Regions from separate parts of the Mus musculus genome. Here region 2 is linked to region 1. A link is a contact called in public Hi-C data. All regions are on one chromosome and are shown on one strand. The core of a region is the stretch at or near the end of the contact, and the rest is flanking DNA. Distances in the headings are between cores, read along the strand shown.

Evidence for each region. A called contact is a pair of places that touch in the nucleus more often than the background predicts.
Region 2: a Hi-C map of cerebellar granule neurons shows a contact between it and region 1, with 3 times the contacts expected there. The contact joins two enhancer-like sites. A contact is called at or near these places in 3 of 484 Hi-C or Micro-C datasets (cerebellar granule neurons and cerebellum) and 2 of 9 other capture datasets (adipose tissue and pancreatic islet).

What each region holds. Positions count from the first base shown.
Region 1 is chr14:93,673,290-93,677,505 of GRCm38.p6, forward strand. The region is part of intron 2 of Pcdh9 (protocadherin 9); the gene reads right to left. Among named protein-coding and RNA genes, the nearest start is that of Pcdh9, 220 kb to the right of the region's middle. Within about 2 kb of position 2,197, at least 12 of the 459 cell types and tissues checked have an H3K27ac peak or open chromatin away from gene starts, as enhancers often do. A contact at or near this core is called in cerebellar granule neurons, where this site is marked.
Region 2 is chr14:93,882,787-93,887,002 of GRCm38.p6, forward strand. Pcdh9 (protocadherin 9) reads right to left here. Exons shown (of 5, transcript NM_001081377.3): 2 at 2,911-4,216. Among named protein-coding and RNA genes, the nearest start is that of Pcdh9, 5.8 kb to the right of the region's middle. Within about 2 kb of position 1,890, at least 24 of the 459 cell types and tissues checked have an H3K27ac peak or open chromatin away from gene starts, as enhancers often do. A contact at or near this core is called in cerebellar granule neurons, where this site is marked.

The sequences.
Region 1 (4,216 bases), core at 947-3,446:
AACAAACTAACTTTTAAACTAGTATATAAAAAGGAAAAAAAAAAAAAAAGGGAAAGAGAAGCTAGCGTGTGACATTAACATTGTGCCATAGCAAAGTACTAGTTGTGACCACCACTGGAGTGTTCTATCAAAAAAAGTCTGTTATTGTAAACATATACTTTGTAACTATAAATATTGTCATGTATTTAATTATATGTCAATTCATGACTTTGCTTTCCAAAAATCAGTTAATTCCCAGTCCTGCAAAATGAAGTATGGTCCAGATTAAATTTCCTTGACTTCCCCGAAGAATTTAACCACAGGGTAGCTTTACTTTCTGAGACCTTATTGTGAATTTTGGATTAGTCTGTCCACTCCTGGTTCTTCCTTTTCACCACGGTTTCTTTTATCTTCATGAGCTGTTCTCTCGGCGATCTTTAAATGTTATTGATTTGTCTTCACTTTGTTTATTCCCCAGGAAAGTCACAATCACCTCATCTTCTATGGCTTTGTTGTTATCTAAAAGAATGTCACTAATAAAATCCATGTGAACGCTACAGATAAAGCCTAACCTTTAAATGAAACCTGAAATGCTTGAGCCTGATAAATGTAAAAACTCTGATACACTGTAAGTTACCTCTTCTCTCTAATCTTTCTTCTCTTCTGCATGTAGTTTTGGTGTATGTTCAAAGGTTTCAGCCAATACTACATGGCATACTCCTTTTGTGTGCTGCTCAGCTCCTTTCTGCCCTTTTTCCCGGTGCCATGATTTATCAACAGATCAAGGACACAGTAAATGTGTGATTAAGGTTCAAGAGGCCTAACATCTTTGGTTCTTCTAGTAAAGTTATCTTGGAAGCTATTACATAAGCCCTCTAGAATGTTACTATAGAGTTTCTGCCCCTCATTGTTCAAACATGATTAGTTTCTTTATTTCAACAAATAGACTTAATCCTCCCTTCATCTATAAGTCTTAAGTTCTTCCTCCAGGGTAGTCATCAGTTCAAATCTCCCCCTTTAGCATCGTCTTTTCATGTGTTTTTCTCTAGTTAGACTAGAAACTAGTTAGACTTCCTAAGATGTTGTGTTAAGTAACTTCCAACATAGATCAATTTCAGATAAATCTTCAAAATCCAATAAATATTTCAATGGTTAATCTTCTTACTAGCATGACAAACAAGTACAACTAGCTGTGTAAAGCAGCAGCCTCCACAGCAAATTACACTGCCATGTAGTTTTAAGTTTATTAAAACCTAGAAGTCTTTTACATTCAATCATTTCAAAAATTATCTTGAGTATCTGCATGACTTCTTCCAATACTCCCCATGACATTAAATGAAAAGTCAGAATATTTCTCCTTGGTTTCGATAAAGAAAATAAGACTAGTCGCGTTTAACTTATCATTGTCAAGAACCCAGTGGGTAATACAGTGGGGATTAAAAACACTAGCTCTGAATTTCCTTTCATTAACATATTCTCTCCATGAAGCTTTCACTCAATAGTAACTTCCCATCTCTTTATGAGGACAAATGAGATAATGTCTGTAAAACAATTTGAGCTCCTCAGGGAAAGTAGACTATATAATTTAAGAGACGAATTTGATAAATTGGATTCACAAATAAGTGCATTGGCTCAAAGCCTCTACATAGAGCAAGCTATTGTGTCATTTCCCCTTTCATCCTGCCAATAAACCCCAAGTCTTCTCGTCATAGCCGTCTCCCAGAGTGTACAGCAAATGAACTTCTCCAAAAGGAGTTTTGGACTTAATCCAGTAAATTTGACTTGTAGTTTTCCCCACATGCTATCCAATATTTTATTGACCCATTACCTCACTAAAGTCAGAAATTACCAAAAATCAGAATGTAAGTATATTTTGACTTGTCTTTCATCTATTATTTTAGCAATAGCGTCATGCAAGAATATAAATTTGATATAAGAACAGCTACTTCCTTATGGTAGCAAGGCTATGTGTAGGCTATACATGCAATTTACAATGTAAGCCTCCAAAAGGGTACTTAGTGCACTGCAGTCTTTTTCTGTGATAGCACCTCCTACATAGGACCCAAGGGCACCCATTAAATGCTCAATGATATCTCTACTAGGCATTTTTTTCCCTCAGAGAGCATTTCTAGCACTCTCAGATGGGCGATACAATCAATGTGCTGCTTCTAACAGCTCTAACTTAACATTGTGGCTGCTTTTGAAGTAGCCTTCCTCTATGAAGAGGCTACTGATATGCAAGTGACTGTGAATCGAACACAACTCAGACAGAGCTGGCCATATCAAGGCTTGTTCTGTGTAAAAAAAAAAAAATAGAATGATTTCATTTGGGCATAAGCGTGATCTGTTGAGCAGAAATAGAGTAGAACACAATCTGATTTCAGAAGTAAACTCTGTTCCAAGAAAAGTCGCTCTGTATAAACTGAAAATGCAATTTAAAGAACACAATGCATTTTAGATTTCAGAATATACAATTTTACTTTAAATGAAGTTTCACTTCAAGTAAATTATACCATCACTTTGGGGAATCTCAATCTTGCTTTCTAAGCAATTTGCACGCATTGATGTTCCCTTACACTTTAACATGTCCCTTTTTACAAAGGCAGATGGGCACCACCAGATGGGCAGCATGAGGGGAGAAGGAGGGATTCCCACCTGGTACTGTGCATGTGCCCAGGAACCCAGGTTTACTGGCTAGATCTATTTTTAATTTTTCATTTCAATTACAAAGGAGAACTAGGATAGATCAGCTTTAACATTTTCTCTATTGTGGTATTTTTAGAAAGTAAACATAACCCAAAAGTAAAATAATTTTCATTTGAAGAAATCCTGTGAAATAAGGGTTACCAAACCTCTAAATTTTAAGAAAATAAGAGCTATGGATAGGCTCTTACAGTAGTGTCATCTTATCTAATATTTTGTATTCCATGATTCCTGTTATACATAATCAACTTCTGTCTGAAATAGAAAAGAAATGCACAGTAGAATATTTTCAGAGAAAGTGCAAAGAAAGAACAGTCTCATTGCATATAGTATAGTATATTTTTAAATTTATTTAATTTTACTGTCAGCTGCTTTAATCTTATTGTCCAGCTTATAAATTAATGTCTATCATAGTTTTGTGAACAAAACACAAAGCAAAGCAAAACAAAACAAAGCAAAACAACAAAAAAAAATTTAAGGAATTTGATTCTGATGACAGTTTCCAGGATCTTAAAGATTCTGCAAGACTTAAGAAGAGGAAGGAAAACTGTAGTGCACATTAATTTATTATGGACACAATGTTCAAAGATTTTGCAATGTAAAAAGAAAAACTCTGCTACTTAGATCCTTCAGGAAAAAATATTAATACAACTAACGGTGTAGATCATTGAAGATATGACCACATCCAGGAATAGACAATTCAAATGGACTTAAGATCAAAGGTTTGGACCGAGGCACCTTGAAACTCCTTTTTTCAGTACTAACGCTGTTCAATGCTGTTGTTCTGTTTCTGCATTTCTATTAACCTGATTTTACATATTTTTATAATATGAAGCCTATATTTTCTGCTAGACCATCTTGTGGAAGCTGATAGTTACCAAATGTACTCAGCAAATGTTGACTAATAACTTATTATATGTAAATTATATTTTAAGTGAGGAAACATATTTGTAAAGAGAAACATACACCACACTCGGCCAAGAGTCACAAGCAGATAAAAATGGCTAACTATAAAAGAATCACATATCTGTTTAAAGGTAGGAAAGGAGAAATGACAAGAGAAAAATTATTACATAATCAGTCAATAAACGTAATGGACTTCAAGAGACTGCCAAGAAGGATCAAAGGACTCTAAGATATTTTATTTATATAACAATTGTAAATATATCACTTCACTTGGTCCCTCTATCTGGTTCAGGTCTAGTTTCCAATATATAGTAGCAGCTGATAGACAACTTTAAGACTCACAGCCTTCAGACTGCATTTCTATATCCTTTCTTATTTCTCCCTTTCCCTAAGTAGCTAGGCACCTCAATTCTCATTCACATTCTGTGATTTGTTGCCATCCTGATTAAATGGGAGCTCACAATCCCAGCACTCCAGGTAGTCAGCCCTGGAGCTGTCATTATCTTCAGGGGTACCATTTCTCACTCCCCAATTGACTACTATTATTAGAGTGTACCTCCTTGTATAGTCCCCTAGTTTCCATTGTTTTCCTGTGTTTATTCCATCCTCTTAAAATGTCATGGCTCAC
Region 2 (4,216 bases), core at 640-3,139, 210 kb after region 1:
CTGTTAAAGACAGGGCTTACAAAGTAGTGGTATTTAAATTTGGTAACCTTTTATTCAAGATTCTTCCACTTTACACACCTCAACAAACACCACAACTGCTAAAGGAGTCCATTTAAGGCAGTCATGCCCACTTTACTAAAAAAAAAAAATCTTCACATATCATGTATTAGATAGTACATCTGTGTGATTAAAATTTGTAATAAAATTTACATTTTCAGTGTTGTAAACTACAGGAGTTGAATCTCCTGTAATAAAAATAGGGTTACTATTGAAACTGAGGAGTTAAACAAGAAAAAAAACAATCCACCTATTTGTTCTTGTTTAACAGAAACGTCTTCCAGAGTTATCATAGAGTTCAGTGAATACAATTTTAGGAAGCTATTTATAATTTGTCTTTCATTTTTAGAAAACGCCGTGTCACCCCAACAGTGTGTCTATGCGTCTGTCCACTGCCATCACCTCTCTGATGGTTTCCAAGATTTATTTCCTCCAAAGTGACTACTATATTTTTAGGGTTTTTTTTTTGTTATGAAAGTCTCTGAAAGACATAAAGATTACCTTTTCAATAGCTATTTTCCATGGGAGTTAGTTACAGGTACCTTTCAACCTTAGAATGTGTACAAGAAAGCTACAAAATGCTTCATGATCAAAAGGTGTGTCTGAAACATACAATAGTTTCAGTTTGTGAGTTACTCAGCATACTGACAGCAAGACTATGTCATATATAAACAAATGTCTTTATGATAAACCAAGCTTCGTCAGAAGATGCTTTCAAAAACTCTGCTGAAACACATCTGACTAGCATTTGTGTCCTTGTGCCATATTTAAGTTCAATAACTATGGAAAAAAAATTAAAAGATTTTGGCTTAGACCTTGCTGGCAATTCCCATACACTGAGGTGAAAGGGTTGATCATATGGGAAGGTAGACAAGTAACTCTCCTTGGGAAACCGATTTTATATCTCACAGAAAGCACTTCCATTTATACTAGTTCTTTTCAAGGAATGATATAAAACCACACCACATCATTCTTCATTGATACAGAAACTTCCTCACTAAGTCCACTTAGTTTTATCGGTTATTTTTCTTGCCATAATAAACTATTAAACAACTTTTAAAAAAAATCTTGTTTATGCTTGGACAATTTCCAAGTCTTAAAACCACTCTCTTCTCAAATGATGATAAGATTAGCCTGAAACTGAGCTGTCCTTCTGACTTCCACTTCCAAATGAAAGATTTCTCTAGGACTTCAAAACTGTTAGGTTCTTTCAGGTTGTGTATCTCAGGTTTACTCAGATGTTCTGCAACAGTGCTCTGTGTACTTAATTGCTCTGTGTACAAATGGTGATCTTACATTCATAATAATAAAAATTATACTTAATATTCTTAGCGTACCTGTGTGATTGACTGATAAAAATCATTTTTACACCTTATAGTCATGAAGCCTCAAAGTCATTACAGAGCAGCTACAGGATTTACAAGGGGAAACAGTTTCCGTAAGATGCACTACTCTATCACAAGTTCACAAAACAAAACAAAACAACAACAAAAAACCTTTTTGATTTCCCAGAGACTCACCAAGACAATTGTGTTAATTTTGCTTTACTTGTTTGTTTTTTGTTTTTGTTTTTTTATATTCATGTTTTTAATTGGTTAGCAAGGTGGTGTATGGGCCACCAACAGAGATGGACTCCTAATAACAGAGAGTGGCTTCCAAAATCCTAGAAACTTGATGTGCTGAGAGCAACTCACTAAAGAGCAAACAAATGAACTTAAATGCTAGTGGCTCCAGAGGAACTATCATTAAATAAAAGGTATCTTTGGCTGTACTACCAGCTTGATCCTTCCCTCCCCCATCCTCCTCGCTACTGCAGGATTGGCACCTGGCCAGCACAGGGGACATGATACCCTAGTGCCATCTACAGGCTATTATCGACATTCAAATTTTGTGGCAACAGACAAGCACCAAAGAAATAAATTAGACAGGACTGCATTTAAATCTTTATTAACATGGAATTATTAGACCTAAGAAAAACTAATTCTGGATTTGGTTGAAATATGAGTTTCTCAGCCTCTTAATCCCTCTTCATATGGCATCTTTCACAGTTTAAAATGAGTTATGACAGACCACTTATGCATTACTAAGATGAGAAAGTATTTACAATGGAATCCTTCTTTTCTGAATAAATTAGTAATATTAGAGAGAAAGCATTCCCTTTTTATTTTTCTTCTTTTCTTTTCATATATGACCATTATGGACACTGAAAATCGTTCTAAGAAAGATCCAGCATACTATATTACAATAAAATAACTTGAAATCAAGGAGTAGACTTTCTATATGGCTTAGATGCAATCAATCAATAATCATGTGCTTCACAGCTGATGTACACTTAAGAGCCTACTCTCTCTTTTTTTACCGTGTTAAAAAAATAATAATAAAAAAACCTTAACCCCTTTAGTGACCACAGCTCCAGCATAAGAGGTGTCAGACCTTCAAATGTCATTTAAACTTGATACTTGAAGGTGACTTTTTAGATCAAAAGGTAATGTGAAAATCTTGGAAGTCGGTAATTTGGAAGCCCCAGGAGCAGAATTGGGCAAATCAGGATGGGTTTTCTTCTTGAGCAAACATGATCTCGGGACATTTTGGAATAATTTCCTCTTTTCATCTTTTGCCACTTGAAGGAAACTGGGAGGTTAAATAATTCTCAGAACTCAGAAATTTCAAAGCTGTTCTAAAAATTCTTGACTGAGCCCCAGAGGAATTTTAAAAAGGGGTCAAGTTTTTTTTTTTTCCCTCTTCATAACTAAGCTAAAGTTAGACCAAAACAATACACACACTGGCACGTTAATACTGGTTGACTGGGCACTTGTAGGCAGTACTTATAGACCAGTAAAAGTGCTCGTTTACCTGTCTGGTGTGTAAGGGGCCCTTTGTCTTGAAGCCTCCTTGGGAGCTGCACTCTGAGGCACTGAAGTGATCTGAACTAGTGGAGGAGCGTTTGGAAAGGGTGTCGCAGCCCCCAACAAAGGTGTTGTCCAACGGGAGCTCTTGAATGACGTGGTGCTTTTTCACAGAAACTGGAGTGTCAGGTTTGAGATGAAAAGCGGGCTGAGGAGAGGCCGACTTGTAGTGCTTGGCCAGGTCAGGGCTGTTAGGCTTGAAGGTGGTTGGAGGGGCTGGGCCCCAGTCAAATCTTCCTATACCCTGTTCCTCCAGCTCGGCAGGCAGGCTTATGGTCCCATTGATGGGTTCATGAACGGCATCATCGGGTTTGGACTCTTCAATAGTAACAAAGTTCAAAAGAGAACTCTTGGGCGACTTTCTTTTCTTCCGTTTCTTTTTCTTATTTTGTTTATTCTCCTGGTTTGGGGACATCCATTCAGCCCCTTGTTTGCTCCTCTGAGCGGCCTTGAACCTGGACGCATGGCGACAGCGCACCAGCACCGTGACAAAGATCACAACAATGACCACCATGGCCCCAGCAACGATGGCAATCATGATGGTGAGATAGTCCTCGTTCTGATAAGGTTGACCACTATCTCCTATGTTCCGGTCCAGTGGGGTCTCCATAGTCCTACGGATCAAGTCATATATATATGAGGTGTTTCCAGCAGTGTCGTTCACATAAAGAAATACCAGCACGAGAGTGTGCAAAGCCTTAGGGTACCCCAGGTCACTTATGTTGACCACAAGACGGTGCAGGCCCACATCAGTAGGTGCTGGCTTCTCTTCTAAGGTGATATTGCCTGTTACTGGATCAATCCGAAATAATCCCTTGTTGTTCCCGCTCACTATGGTATACTTGAGTTCTGCATTCATTCCGGTGTCAATATCCACCGCAAACACTTCAGCAACCACAGAACCAGGAATGGCTGAGAGGGGCACCAACTTAAAGGAGGTGTTGGATGGTGGAGAAATGACAACTGGACTATTGTCATTGACATCCATGACATTGATAGTTACTTTTGCAGTAGAGGACCGTGGTGGCTGTCCCCCGTCGGTGGCTTTGACGTCAAACGTGTAGGAACTCTGCTGCTCTCTATCAAAGGAGACATTGGACTTTATGACTCCTGAATAGGGATCCAACACAAAATTTTCATTGTCATTTAGAATGGAAAGAGTCACAGCTTTATTCTCTCCAGCGTCTTCGTCTGTCACTGTGATTACCCCCACAGTACTATACTTTGGCAGATTCTCAGACACAAAAAACTGA